2 separate regions of the Gossypium hirsutum genome follow, and region 1 is linked to region 2. Evidence: chromatin contacts called from public Hi-C data. All regions are on one chromosome and are shown on one strand. Each heading gives the region's core, a stretch centred on a gene start, on an enhancer-like site or on the middle of the called end of the contact. The rest is flanking DNA. Distances are from core to core; before and after follow the strand shown. Region 1 holds the start of LOC107897631 (probable 1-deoxy-D-xylulose-5-phosphate synthase, chloroplastic). Region 2 has its middle 19 kb from the start of LOC121208914.

Region 1 (7,081 bases), core at 2,666-5,165, 130 kb after region 2:
AAATTTTGTACAAAGTTGTTGACTTCTTCAGTTTCTTGAGGACATGACCTCAAGAGCCTCTCTTTTTTGTTCAAGCACATTGAACACCGTTGCGGCTATGTGGGATGGCGTAAGACCAGCTTCAGCCAACTGGTCTACGGGTGAGCCATGGTCAATGTATCGATCGGGAAGAACCAATGGCCTCCACTGCAAATGAAAATATTTTAATGCAAAGAAAGAGTTATTAGTATACGGATACATTGTTTCGGATTCGCATACCTTTACTTTGCCATCAAGAAGACCATCAAGTGCTAGGAACTGTGCCACATGAGAACCAAAGCCCCCGATTGATCCTTCTTCGACTGTGATCAGTACTTCGTGTGACTTTGCCAGTTTCCGGATCAAGGCGTGATCCAATGGCTTAGAAAATCGTGCATCTGCTACGGTCAGCCTTAAGCCATGCGATTCCAATAAAGAGGCAGCTGCTAAGCAGCTTTGAACTGCACTTCCATAGCCTAATAGTGCCACTCTTTCCCCTTCAATTAGTACCCTGCCTTTGCCAACCTGTAAGGGATATTATACGAATTCCGAGTTAATTTTCCCTTTAGTCTTTGTTTCTTTACAAAAAGGAATATTTTGAGGCTTTCTTGAAAGTCACCTCCAGTGGAACCCCTTTTTTCCCAGGTGGTAACTGAACTCCGATCCCATTTCCTCTTGGGTAACGGAAACAGCTAGGACGGTCATCTATGGCAGCAGCTGTTGCAACCATATGGAAAAGTTCAGCTTCATCAGAAGGAGCCATTACCACCATGTTGGGGAGGCAAGCCATGAAAGTGACGTCAAAAGCCCCACAATGTGTTGGACCATCTGCACCAACGAGGCCAGCTCTGTCCATTGCAAATCTTACAGGCAGCTTCTGCAGATCAACGTCATGTACGACCTGTTGCAGCAAATCAACACATTAGTAATGATTTTAAAATGCAACATGTTTAACGTACACGGAATAATAATCGATTACAATTCGTAAAAAAGAAAACCCGAGGTAACTTTGGTAGCTTGCCTGGTCATAAGCCCTTTGCATGAATGATGAGTAGATTGCACAAAAAGGTTTCAAGCCTTCACAGGCCAAGCCTGCAGCAAAGGTGACAGCATGTTGTTCAGCTATCCCCACATCGAAACATCTTTGTGGGAACCGGCGGAGGAAGAGGTTTAATCCGGTTCCACCTCCCATTGCAGCATGGATGGCAACAATATTTTTGTCTGCCTCAGCTTCCGCAATCAAAGCCTCAGCAAAATATGTAGTGTAAGACTGGGTAGCAGAATTGCCTTTGAATTGCTTTCCAGTTGCCGGATCGAACTTCACCACTCCTGAGAAAAGAAATCCAGGTACAGTTTATTCTTTTATTCCCTAAACTAAGGTCATATATCTAGGCACCAGTAATTTAAATCATATGAAATGATCTCTCTTCTAAAAGGGCTTATTCTGTATGTTACCGTGATACTTGTCAGCAGCTCTCTCTGCATATGGATAACCTCGGCCTTTCTCAGTGACAACATGGATCAAGACCGGACCCGTTGTTTTAGTAGTCTTAACCTCTTTGAGAATAGAAACTAAATCATCGATGTTGTGGCCATCAACAGGTCCAATATAATATAGTCCAAGTTCTTCGAAAAGTGTAGATCCAGAACCACTGATCATTCCACGAGCATACTCATCAACTTTTGCAGCCAGTTCATGCATAGGCCCACCGATTTGCTTGGTAACTCCCTGCAATCAAACCACATCCAGTCTTAGTAAGTTTTAGTTTCTAGTAAAAATTATATTAGTTTTCTGGGTTCTATTCATTTCTACTTACCTTTGCAACCTCTCTCAGTTCTCTAAGAGGCCTGTTTGATTGCAGCCTGCTGAGAGCACTGCTCAAAGCTCCCACAGGTGGTATAGGTCCGTCGAGATTGGCAGTTGGCAGAGAAACTTGTTTATTGTCATTAAGAATAACAATCATATCAGAATCAAGATATCCGGCATTGTTCATTGCTTCGTAAGCTTGTCCTGCAGTCATAGCACCATCACCTATGACGGCAACAACATGATTCCTTTCACCTTTCAGATCCCTTCCCACAGCCATCCCTGTCCACCCGAAACATCAAGACAGTTAAATCTCTGAAGATCAAGTGAAACTAGGTTTGCATAACGGAATTGAAAATAGTATTTCACCATATCAAAAGCAAAAATTTCATTTAAAAAAACAACAAAATCGCATGTTAGCTAAGAGCAACATCAAAGAACTCGATAACGGTTCGATAAGAGTTATCTGGTTTCAATGTTTTAACCATACATATAATATGCAAAAAAGAATGCAGAAGGACTGGATTAATACCCAAGCCTGCAGAGATTGTGGTTGAACTGTGACCAGTCCCGAAGCAATCGTATTCACTCTCCGACCGTTTCGTGAATCCGGCCAATCCATTAGTTTGCCTCATGGTATGCATCTTATGTCTTCTCCCAGTCAAGATTTTGTGAGGGTAAGACTACAAATCAAATGAAGAATTTTTCCGAAATAAAGATCAATTCACCATCAATCAACATCTTTCTTTTCTCATAAAACCAAGAAAAGCAAGAACCAAACCTGATGACCAACATCCCACAATATCTTGTCTCTAGGGGCATTGAAGACATAATGAAGAGCCACAGTGAGTTCAACCACACCAAGGCTTGAACCCAAGTGACCCCCAGTTTTTGAAACATTGAAAACCACATCAGACCGCAGTTCTTCAGATAGTTGTTTCAGTTCCTGCATGAAAAGTTCCCATATCATAATAATTGATAAAAGGCAAGGGAAAAGAACTTTTTTTTTGGATGTTTTTATACCTTGACAGAGAGATTTTTCATATGAATTGGATAGTTTATAGTGTCCAAGAGAGGCGTTGCTGGTCTTTGGGAGTGATATTCAGCTCCTTCTGATAGTGATGCATAAGCCCCACCTGGCCTTTTCTTGACCTTTACCAAATCAAAACAAAAAACCACCAATTTTTTCAATTTATATTTATTTTAACTGAAATCTAATAAGTAATTGAATTCAAATCAAAAGAAAACCCAAATTTTGGTAAGATATCCATTTCTTATAACTAAACTAAACCCATTAAACAAAACTCAAAAACTTTACTTAAACAAAGTATTATCTAAAACAAGGAACGACTATAAATTCTGATAAAAAAATAAATTAAACCAGTTTTCCTTTTTTTTTTATGGTTATTTCATATGAACCTGATTGAGCTTCTTCAATGGCTGCAAAACCAGATCTGATCCACCAAGAAAATGGGAAGCAAAAGGAGTGGATTTTTGAGGATCTGAAGCTGCACCCCAGTTGATAATGGCAGGAAATGAAGATGCACAAAGGGCCATGACTAAAGACTATACAATCTCCAAAGAGCAATAAAGTACTGCAACTGCTGATTAAGAGCACAAAACCAGAAGAACCCAGAAAAGTTTCCACTATTTGAGTGCAAGAATGAAAGGTTATCCAATCAATGATAGATTTATAGACAATTTGGTTATTGACTATTGCACCGTCATGTCACCCTGCTTTATTGCTTGATGATGGTACTAAGTGGATGATTGTGTCGAAGCCTTCCGTCAAGACTATATTTATATACTCTTATAAAAAAAAAATAAAGGTTTTGTCTATAGAAAATGAACATCCGAACTTAAAAACAAGAGAGAAAAAAAAAAGGGCCTTTTTTTTTCTCTGAAAACCCAAAAATTAATATTATTACATATAAATAAACTGTTTCTTCATTTGTATGTAAGAGGTTTTTATTATTACAGGGGAGGGGGACAGCAAAGAGCAATGTTCTAGGATTGAAGTTGAAGTGGCAGGTCGTTCTCTGATTGGACCACGTCAATGGAAAAATCACAAATGGATAGATTACGGCGTTAGAAGAAGGTACCTTTTTTTTCTTTCCTTTTGTTCCTATTTCTTGAGGGAAGGTTGTTGTCTGTTATCGTTCTCAATCTGATCATTGTGGGCTTACGTTACTTTATGCTGTTGATGTGAAATGGATTATTTAACTTGGGGGTCGGGCTGGTATCGAAGGTCAAGCTAGAAATGTTAATTGGGGGGGTGGGGGGTGTTTGGATATTATATAAAATAAACATGGTTACAGTATACTCGGCTTACCTGAGATGTTTTCATCGTCAAAATATTATGAAATTTGTATTAGATATTTTAATTATTAAGTTTATTTTTACTTAATTAATATTTAGATATTATTTATATTTAAATATTGCAATTATTAAATTTATTCTTATCAAATTAATATTTAGATACTATACTATATTAGTTAGTTAGACTGAACTAAAAATGTTACTAAACATATAAAAATATATATAAATTCTATAAAATAAATCAAATTTAAAAAACTTTAGAAAAATTTAGGGACCAAACACAAATTCATTCTATTTTTAGCCACTAACTATAAGATCAAAATAAAAATTTAAAAAAAAAATCAACGAGGTTTTAAATGAAATTTTACAAAATTCAAGAGGGTCAAAGGTCGTACCAACCCCATCTAAATTCAACCCTGCTCCTATCCATTGCATTACTTTTGTGTGTATTTTCATCCAATACAATTTTAATCACCATTTAAAAATATGACTCCAAACAATTCATAGATGGGTTCTTCACATTTGAATGGTGATGATTAATGTATTGGAAAGCAATGGATGAAAAAGTATTGGTCCAAATCCCAAAGTAACAACCCGATTTTGTGGCCAGTCAGAACAGAGGTTTCGGGACCACGAATTCGACGTAGTAAAACTTGTTTTTATTACATTTTTATGGCCTACAGTTTTATGGAATGATTTCGTGAGAATTTCATTCGAAAATTTTGACGTTGGAGCACTCAATTTAGCAAAAAGGACTAAATTGCAAAGAGTGAAAACTTGAGTTCTATATGCCAAAGGTGTCTAATTTCTATTAAATTTTAAATTGAAGGTTCTTAGATGGTAATTAGACCATTTGTTAAATTAGTGGACAAAAATAGACATGAGGTAAGAGAAATTTTATGTTTTAAAATAATGGCATTTTGGTCATTTGGTAATTAAATGAATAAAAAGCCAAAATTTGTCCATCTTCTCCCTCCCATAGCCGAAAATTAGAAGGGGAGGTCATAGCTAGGGTTTGGCCACTTCCAAGCTCGATTATCAAGAGAAATAAGGTTCAGACCTAGATCGAGGGAAAAACAAAGTGTTTGACGATTAGGTCCCATTTCTACTATTTTTGTACCGAGGTAAGTTTGTATGTAAATAATGCATGATTTTAATTATGTTTTAAATACTTTATTATTGTATGAATTGAGATTGACCCTTGGATGAATTCGACAAAGTTTCGACAAGCGTGAAATCTCGATTGAACCTTAGGAATAGATAGGATATGTAATATCCTGAATTAGGGCTTAATCAGAATAGTGGTTTCGTGACCACAAATCCGAGATAGAAATAATTATTTTACAATGATTTTGATGTTTATGATATGATTGCAGGATTGTGTGAAAATTTCGTGATGAAATTCTATGCCTAAAGTGCTTAAATTGAAAGTAGGGACTAAATCGAATAAGTTGCAAAACTTGCATTCTAGAAGTTTTTAGTATGAAATTGTTTTGGAATATTAATGAGGAGGTCTTAAATAGAAATTTGACCAATTTTAAGTTCATGGACAAAATTAGGACATGGAAGGAATTTTTGGAAAGTTTAGTAGTAAGGGTATTTTGGTCATTTAGTTATTAAAATGAATTAAAAACAAAATTAAAAGCCAATTTTTGTCCATCTTCATTAGGCCGAAATTTCAAGGGTTCTCCATAGCTAGGGTTTGTTTCAAGCTTCCAAGCTCCATAGTAAGTGATTCCAAGCCCCGTTTTTAATGTTCTTTACGTTTTTGGAATCCCGGAAGCTCGATTAAGCTTATGCTAGCAATAATTCAACCTAGGGTTTATATTTGGAAAAATACCCATAGGTGAAATTTGTGTATTTTGATGTTTTATGATAGAATATGGGGTTTTAAATTATGTTAGACAACTTGTGCTACTCAGTTTTTAGTGAAAACGAGTAAAATGGCTTAATCGGCAAAAATACCTAATAGTCACAAGTATATGTTAGAGAAAGAATTTGATGTTGCCATAGAAGGGAAAAGTGATCATCATGTTATAAAACATAAGAATAAGGAATAAAGTTTAATTCCCGAGCCTATGGGCAAAAGTGTAATTATGCAAAAGTTTAGGGGCAAAAGTGTAATTTTTTTAAAGTTCGTATTAAATACTGTTTTGATGAATGTATGTATTAAATAAGATTAATTTGGTATTATAGATCAAGAAAAACGAGATTCAAGTCGTGATCGAGGAAAAGAAAAGATTGTGGACTAAATTGCAAAATCTTTATATTTTGGTACCAAGGTAAGTTCATGTGTAAATAATGTAGCATAAATGTTATTTTTAAGTTATTAATGTTAATTATATGATATGCTGATTTTTAATTGTGAAATATTATGCTTTGTGGTTAATGTTGAGTAATATGCAAATTATGTTTACTACTTGATAAATATGAATTGCTACCGAGTATCGGTTCCGATATTCCATGGAAGACGGCAAATGTGAGATTGAGGGGAAAAGCCCGTTTAAACCTTAGGAATAGATTAGGATACAAGTGACATGTCACTAGGATGGTTGAGCATCCGAACTCGTTGAGTTGAATCCGAGTTCACTTATGGATGCAAATGTCCGAACTCGTTGAGTTGAGTCCGAGTTCGTGAGATGTAACTAGGCATCCGAACTCGTTGAGTTGAGTTCGAGTTCATTTATGGATGCGAACGCCCGAGCTCGTTGAGTTGAGTCCGAGTTCACTTAAGGGCGGGTTACATGATTTCTTGATTACATATGTGGTACTTATGTGCAAATTATCCATGTATCCGAGTTATATTCCGATGTGTTCAACGGGTGAAATTTCTAGTTTAATGGAAGAGCACTTAAGATATAAGTGATGTTTTGGGTAAGTGTTGTGAAATGGACACTTTGGACAGGTATGTTCTTAACCTTCGGGTTGAAAATAGAT
Region 2 (6,698 bases), core at 1,495-3,994:
TGCTCACAGGAACTATATAATAGGATGCTCAAGAGGGCTTATAACAGGATTGCTCGTCCGATCTATAATGTCCACAACATATGCAGGACTATCAATACGGGAAAATACTGTATCCATCGCATTTCATTATTCAAACGGGACTTATCAATTATCGAACAATATCGGGTATGTGATTAATTTCATACATTAAAGACTTATGCAATTCACTCAATCACAACATTTGATTCAATCATATTAATATACATAATTAAGTCACACGAACTTACCTCGATACTTGTTTGTATACAGAAATCTACTAATCCGACACTTTTTCTTTTCCTCGATCTAACTTCGTATTTGAGTTTTCCGGATCTATATAAATGAATTTAGCATCAATTTAATCCATTTCATACTCAATTGAATTTAATTCACTTCTTAGGTAAAATTACTATTTTGCCCCTATACTTTTCATAAATGACAATTGTCCCTAAGCTCGGAAAATAAAATTCATGCAATTTAATCCTTATTTCAAGCCTAACCGAATTTTACATGTCTTAATAACAGCCCATCAATTTCAAAAAAATCAAAATTTTTCCATGGGTTTTACAATTTTTCAATTTAGTCCCTAAATCACAATTTCATGAAAATTCACTTTGTAAAAGTTGTTTATTTATCAATAACCTTTCAATTTCTACCATAAATTTCAAATTTTCAACATATTCATCCATGGTAAAATTTCTATACTTTGATATCTTTGCAAATTAATCCCCAAAATAGATAGATTAAGCTACTCCGATCTCGGAAATATAAAAATTACTAAAAACGGGACAAGAATGCTTACCCAATTAAGCCAAGAAAGCTTGCTTGAATGTTTTTCTCTTTCCTAGGGTTTCCATAGAAATTTTGGGGAAGAAGATGATATAATAATATGATATTTCTTTTTAATTTATTTATCATCTTTTAATTATTCTCATTTCCAATTTAGTCCTTATCCTTTTCTAATTTTTCCATGGATGAATCATAAAAAATATCTACTAACTTTTCTTTAATGGTCTAATTACCATATAAGAACCTCTTATTTTGAATTCCATAGCTATTTGATCCTTTTAGCTACTAGAAATCAACTTTTTCATTTTATGCAATTTAGTCCTTTCTCTAATTAAACATGATATCGGTAAAATTTTCATACATCTTTCCTTTCATAATGTAGATCATGCAATGACATTAAAATAAATTTTCTTTTTAACTCGGATTTATGGTCTTAAAACTACTATTCTGATTTCACTGAAAACGGACTGTTACATCATCTATTGGAGGAGCCTCTGCCTTGAGTTAGGAAATTGCTTATGGTGGATCCTAATATGCCCGCATTGAACTAGGGTATCATTTTGTCTCACTTATGTTGTTTTACTTTACCAAAAAACATGTGTTTATATATATTATTAATTAATAAAAATTTTAAATTTATAAATTTATTTAATATAATTGGATAAGCTATAAAAATAATAAATATTCAAACTTTTGTCCTTTGGAATGTTTTATCAACTACCGTTATGATTTCAATCTTTTAATACCATCGTATTACATAAATGAGAAAAAAAGAAAAGTTAAGGGAGGGATAATCGTGTCAGATTAAAGTAGTTTTATATTTATTTATAATTTTTATACTATTAATATTTTTAATAATTTAACCGTTATATTTATTTATATAATTGTATTTACTATGCATGTAAATTTTTAAACCGATTCGATATCTCTATCATATTAATTTAAAATATGTATATATTAATATTTATTGAACGATTGAAAGCTTTTTACATAAACCATATAGTTACAAAAATTAAATGTATGTCAATTTAACATACATGATCTACATGAATAAACCATAAAATGTAACGATTAGATCATAAAATGTTAATTGTAGGGGAGGGATCAACTTACAATGGTATAAAATAAAAGTGGTTTTACACACATTCGAAACTTTTTATATGATTAAAATTTTAGCAATCCAATAGTTAAATTTATTTATGTAATTGTACTTGTCATGCATGTAAATTTTTGAACCGATCCAATATATCTATTATATGATCTAAAATATTGTATATATTAATATTTATTGAACAAATTGAAAGCTTTTTACAAAAACCATAGTTACAAATTTTAAATTTAAATAAAATTTGGCATGCATTATCTATATGAATAAACCATAAAATATAACGGTTGGATAGTTGAATTGTTAATCGTATAAAAAATTATAGAATGGTATAAAATCAATTTAAGTTTACACCAGTGTAAATATATCCTTCCCCTACTTAATATTTTCTAATTTCATATTTATTTTTAAATGAATTTGATAAAAAATACTAATATTAAATAAAAACTAAAATTATAATTATTCTATTAAAAATTGTTTTTATTATCATCCTAAAGTTATAACAATATTGAATATAATTGTCAAGCATTTAAAGCAATAGTACGAGTTCTAATTTATCCTTAGATGGCATGAGTTTAAACTCTCTCATCTCCTCTCCTACTCCTATAATATTATAATGATAAAAAAAATGCTTAGTATCATTTTTAGTCCCTGAACTATAGGAAAATTTTCACTTTAATCTTTTCATTATGTTTTCAGTAATTTTACGCCCTCTACTTTCATTCTGTAACTCAAATTAGTCTTTAGATAGTTTCTATTTTTAAAAAATCCAATCTAGTCATTTGAAGCCAATTAAATCCATACACGTGGACAATTAATCCATTTGCCAGCATGGAATTTTTTTCTTTTTCTTTTTCATAGTAATAAACTATTTCCTTTTTTTTCTCTCTCTCTTCTTCTTCCCTAGAAAAAAAATCAAACATTTCCACCGCCGCTCATCGCCATCGTCATTCCTTCGACCAAGCTCACAGCATCATCTTTCTCCCTTTTCTTTTTTCTTTCTGGGCTTAACTCAAAACCCAAGGAAAAACCTAGCCACCTCACTTTGTTCTAACTCCCATTGCCTTATTCCTACAACAAAGCTCCGATTGAAGGCTACCCTTGGGCTCCCATTTTCTCCCTCCTTTGACTAGTCGGCTTAATTTTCGTAGAAAACTCAAGAAACATGTTGAAGGAGATTCATTTGAGGCCTGAAACTCAAGCCTTCAATCCGTTGTTTTTCGTCGATCCGACACCATTGGTGCTCCGCTCCGAGCACCACCACCACATTCCCTGTCCTCTGCTTTAAGAATCTTGGACCAATCCAAGATGTTGACCAGCAATAAAGTTGGAGCAGTCATTTTTGGGTCTTATGAGCTTCCATCTTTCTTGAAAACTTCTCAAAAATTTGTGTTATTTCCATATTAGTGATGAACAATACATTTCCTGATTCTCAAAATCTTTTCAAATCTGAAACATTTCATGTGGTAAAAGAATTAAAAAATTTTCATAAAAGAAGAAGAAGAAGAAGAAGAAGAAGAAGAAGAAGAAGAAGAAGAAGAAGAAGAAGAAGAAGAAGAAGAAAGAATTTTTTGGTGGAAAAAATAATTTATTATTAAGAACAAGAAAAAAATACATGCTGGTATATTAAAATGAGGTGAATTAATTGTTCACTTGTTAGCTTTTTGCTTTTGATTGGTTTATGAAAGCACAGGGGACAAAGTAGTCGGAAGAAAATAGTAAATGACCAATGTGAGAATTTCCTTTTAATACTGGGGCCAAAATGGAATTAGGCCTATATATACATTAACAATATATTTTCATTCTAGAGTATTTAAACAACTCTAACAACATGACTATCATGACTTAAATCCAGGTTACACCTTAAACTATAAACACTTTAACCATCAAGTCAATACACGAGATTCATTATTATTATTTAATGCTTAATAAGATTTACTTACGCAATAATGAATGTATTTTACCATGATTTTTGGTATATTATGTCTATCTATTAATGATTACTTATATTAATGTAGATTAGACAAATATTGTTGACATTGATAAGGTATTGAAGAGAGATAAAAAAATATTTTAATTGAAGATAAAATATTTTTATGATATTCATATTTAAAATCGATGAATTAAAATTTCATTTTGTTTTCTAAAATGGGATTTTCTCTTTTGATTCATTTTTATATATTTTTTTAAAATATAACTTTAGGTTTAGTGTTTTGGTAAATATAAATCATTTGGGATAAGATATTAGTGAAGTTTTAATTTAATGGTGAGTAAGAGTTTTGAAGTCGATTGAATCTTAGTTCAATTAGTATAAGTATTATTGTTAATATAGGAAGATATAGGATATGATAAGAACCAATAATAAAATTATTTATAAAAAGAAGAGATTGTTAATGTTATTAATTTTTTTTTATTTAATTTAGGTTTCTTTACAATCATGGGTAGAATTATATATAAGGTTGGAAAAAATTGTATAATTCGTAAATTGATCCCGCAAAGATTTGAAAACAATCCACCTACCAAATTTTTTTTAAATGAATTATTTTATAAAATAAATTCTATTATACAAAAATAAATGGATCTCTTTCCATTACTAAAACTAAAAACTCCCTAATCCTTTTACTGTTTTTTTGTACAGTTCTCATTATTCTCTATCTAGAATATTTACTAGATAGGTAATCAATCTTTTATACTTTCAAGTAGTTTTTCTTAGTTTGGTGACAACTCTTTTTTTTTTTCAAACATTGCTGATTAATCTCTAGAAAATTAGGATTGTGATTTTTCTTGCGATAGATTAGGATTTTTTTATGCAAGATTTAGTTTTTTTTATTTATTAAATGAGTTCGAGATATTGATTTTGTATGAGATTCCTAAAATCTTAATTGGGTAATAATTTTTAAATGTTGATTAATACAAATAATTGGAAAAAATTAAGATCAATTGTATTTATAGTCTTGAGTTTCTTTAAATATTTATTAGAAACTTAACATTTTTATTAATAAATAGTTGCTGCTAGTGTGATTATTGTGAAAAATAGAGTATTTTCTAAAAGAAATGGTTTGTTGTAAATGTTTAGAGTATTTTTTTTTGGTTTAAAAGTGAAATAGTGTTGAAAAAAGATGTACTTTTAATTTAGGGTAAATTACACCAACACTCACTCAACTTTGATGCAGCTGATAAAACAATCACTCTGAAGAAGAAGAAGAATAAGAAGAAGAAGAAGAATTACCATTGAAGTTGTGTTAGTAAGTGACACTGATGAATCCACAGCAATGATAGTCACAAAACCGACTCAATGGTGAAAAAGCAACTAGCAACGATGACATTGAAACATGAAGATACATATAAAACAGAGTAAATTAATTAAAGAGATTCAATTCCAAAAGAATTACTGTCTAAAATTTCAAAAAAGAACCAAATGAGATTTTAGTAGTTGAGCCAACAGCCAAAAAGGGAGAGCTTGGTGTGAGGATTTTTATCCAAAAGAGAATGGATTTCTTTAGCAATAGAGGAATCGATCTCGATGCTTGGACCTTTAGTTCGTCCCAAGCGTGACACAAGCCGTAAAGCTTTCAAAACAAAATCCAACACAGCTTTGGCATTATAACTAGCTTTCGAATGACGTCCCTAGCCGCGTTCAAGACGCTGATGATTAAACCACCGCAAGCAGGCACAAAAATGACACATACCCAAACGGAGTCAAGAGGCTCCTCTTGCAACCAGGAAGCACCTCTATAAGGAATCCTGTCCTAGAAAAAGTCGTGAATCTCATGCGTGCCGTTGTTGAACAAAACGATGACTATTCCCGTAAAAAAACACCAACCAAGCAAGCCAAAACGATGACCCCAGGATTGTTGAAATTATCTTTTGAGACGACGATTTGTTCGTTAGCGAAGTTGGGTAGGGCAACACTGATGAAAGAGGAGCGTTGGTTTAGAGTGGGAAATGGGGAAGAAGAGAAATCGTTGTTGTTGAATGGAAAAAAGGGGGATTTTTTTTTTCTTTTCTTTATTCTTCTTCTTTTGCTGCAAGTTAACGGGAATGGTGTAGAGGCCATCGTTTCCATGTGGGATGCTAACATGGCAAGTTAATGGGTCACCTTAGCTTCCTGTTACATTTGTAATGGTCGTAACTGATTTGTCATTTTTCAAAAGTTGAGTGATTGAATTGAAACCAGATCGTGATTGTTTTATTAGTTGCATCAAAGCTGAGTACTATCAGTGTAATTTACCTTTTAAATTATTAGATTTGAAATTTTAAAGATAATATATATATATCTTTGTTTACTAACTACTAAACATGATAACGTAGGATATTTTAAGATAAGAAAACTGTTAATAACTATTTAATGATATGGATCAAGACTATATTTTATATATATAAAAAAAAGGCAAGGATTTGATTTTTTGTAAATAAAATATCTTTGCTTATTAATGACTAAAGTTGATGACATAAGACATATTAAGATGTTGGAAAAATGTTTCGGAGGGGGAATCGAAAGGTTTTAGCTTTTAAGATTCTGAGCATATAAGTTGGAATCTCATTTGCATAAATCATCATTAATTTAATTTGAGTTGATTATTTAAATTTTAATTTTTTTCAGTTAAAATATAAATTTTAATTTTAATAATTAGGTTTGAATTTTTTTAAATAAAATTTTTTTAGTAATGGTTAAACGTAATGAGTAGAATATATTATTAAGATAATAAAAATGTCTATTTATTAAGGTTATATTTTATAAAACAGTGTAATTTTAAATTATTGGATTTGAATTTTTTTACTAAAA

What was found. A called contact is a pair of places that touch in the nucleus more often than the background predicts.
Region 1: a contact with region 2 is called in a Hi-C map of leaf, with 2.3 times the contacts expected there. The contact joins the promoter of LOC107897631 here to the enhancer-like site in region 2. A contact is called at or near these places in 4 of 34 Hi-C or Micro-C datasets (callus, hypocotyl and leaf).

The regions. Positions count from the first base shown.
Region 1 is chrA10:23,343,014-23,350,094 of Gossypium_hirsutum_v2.1, forward strand. It overlaps LOC107897631 (probable 1-deoxy-D-xylulose-5-phosphate synthase, chloroplastic), which reads right to left and starts at 3,916. Exons shown (of 10, transcript XM_016823145.2): 1 at 3,245-3,916; 2 at 2,849-2,977; 3 at 2,607-2,771; 4 at 2,358-2,508; 5 at 1,836-2,107; 6 at 1,474-1,747; 7 at 1,040-1,347; 8 at 638-919; 9 at 259-543; 10 at 1-186. The coding sequence starts at 3,382. The coding sequence ends at 28.
Region 2 is chrA10:23,219,122-23,225,819 of Gossypium_hirsutum_v2.1, forward strand. No RefSeq gene overlaps it. Among protein-coding and RNA genes, the nearest start is that of LOC121208914, 19 kb to the left of the region's middle. Within about 2 kb of position 2,745, at least 4 of the 9 cell types and tissues checked have an H3K27ac peak or open chromatin away from gene starts, as enhancers often do. A contact at or near this core is called in leaf, where this site is marked.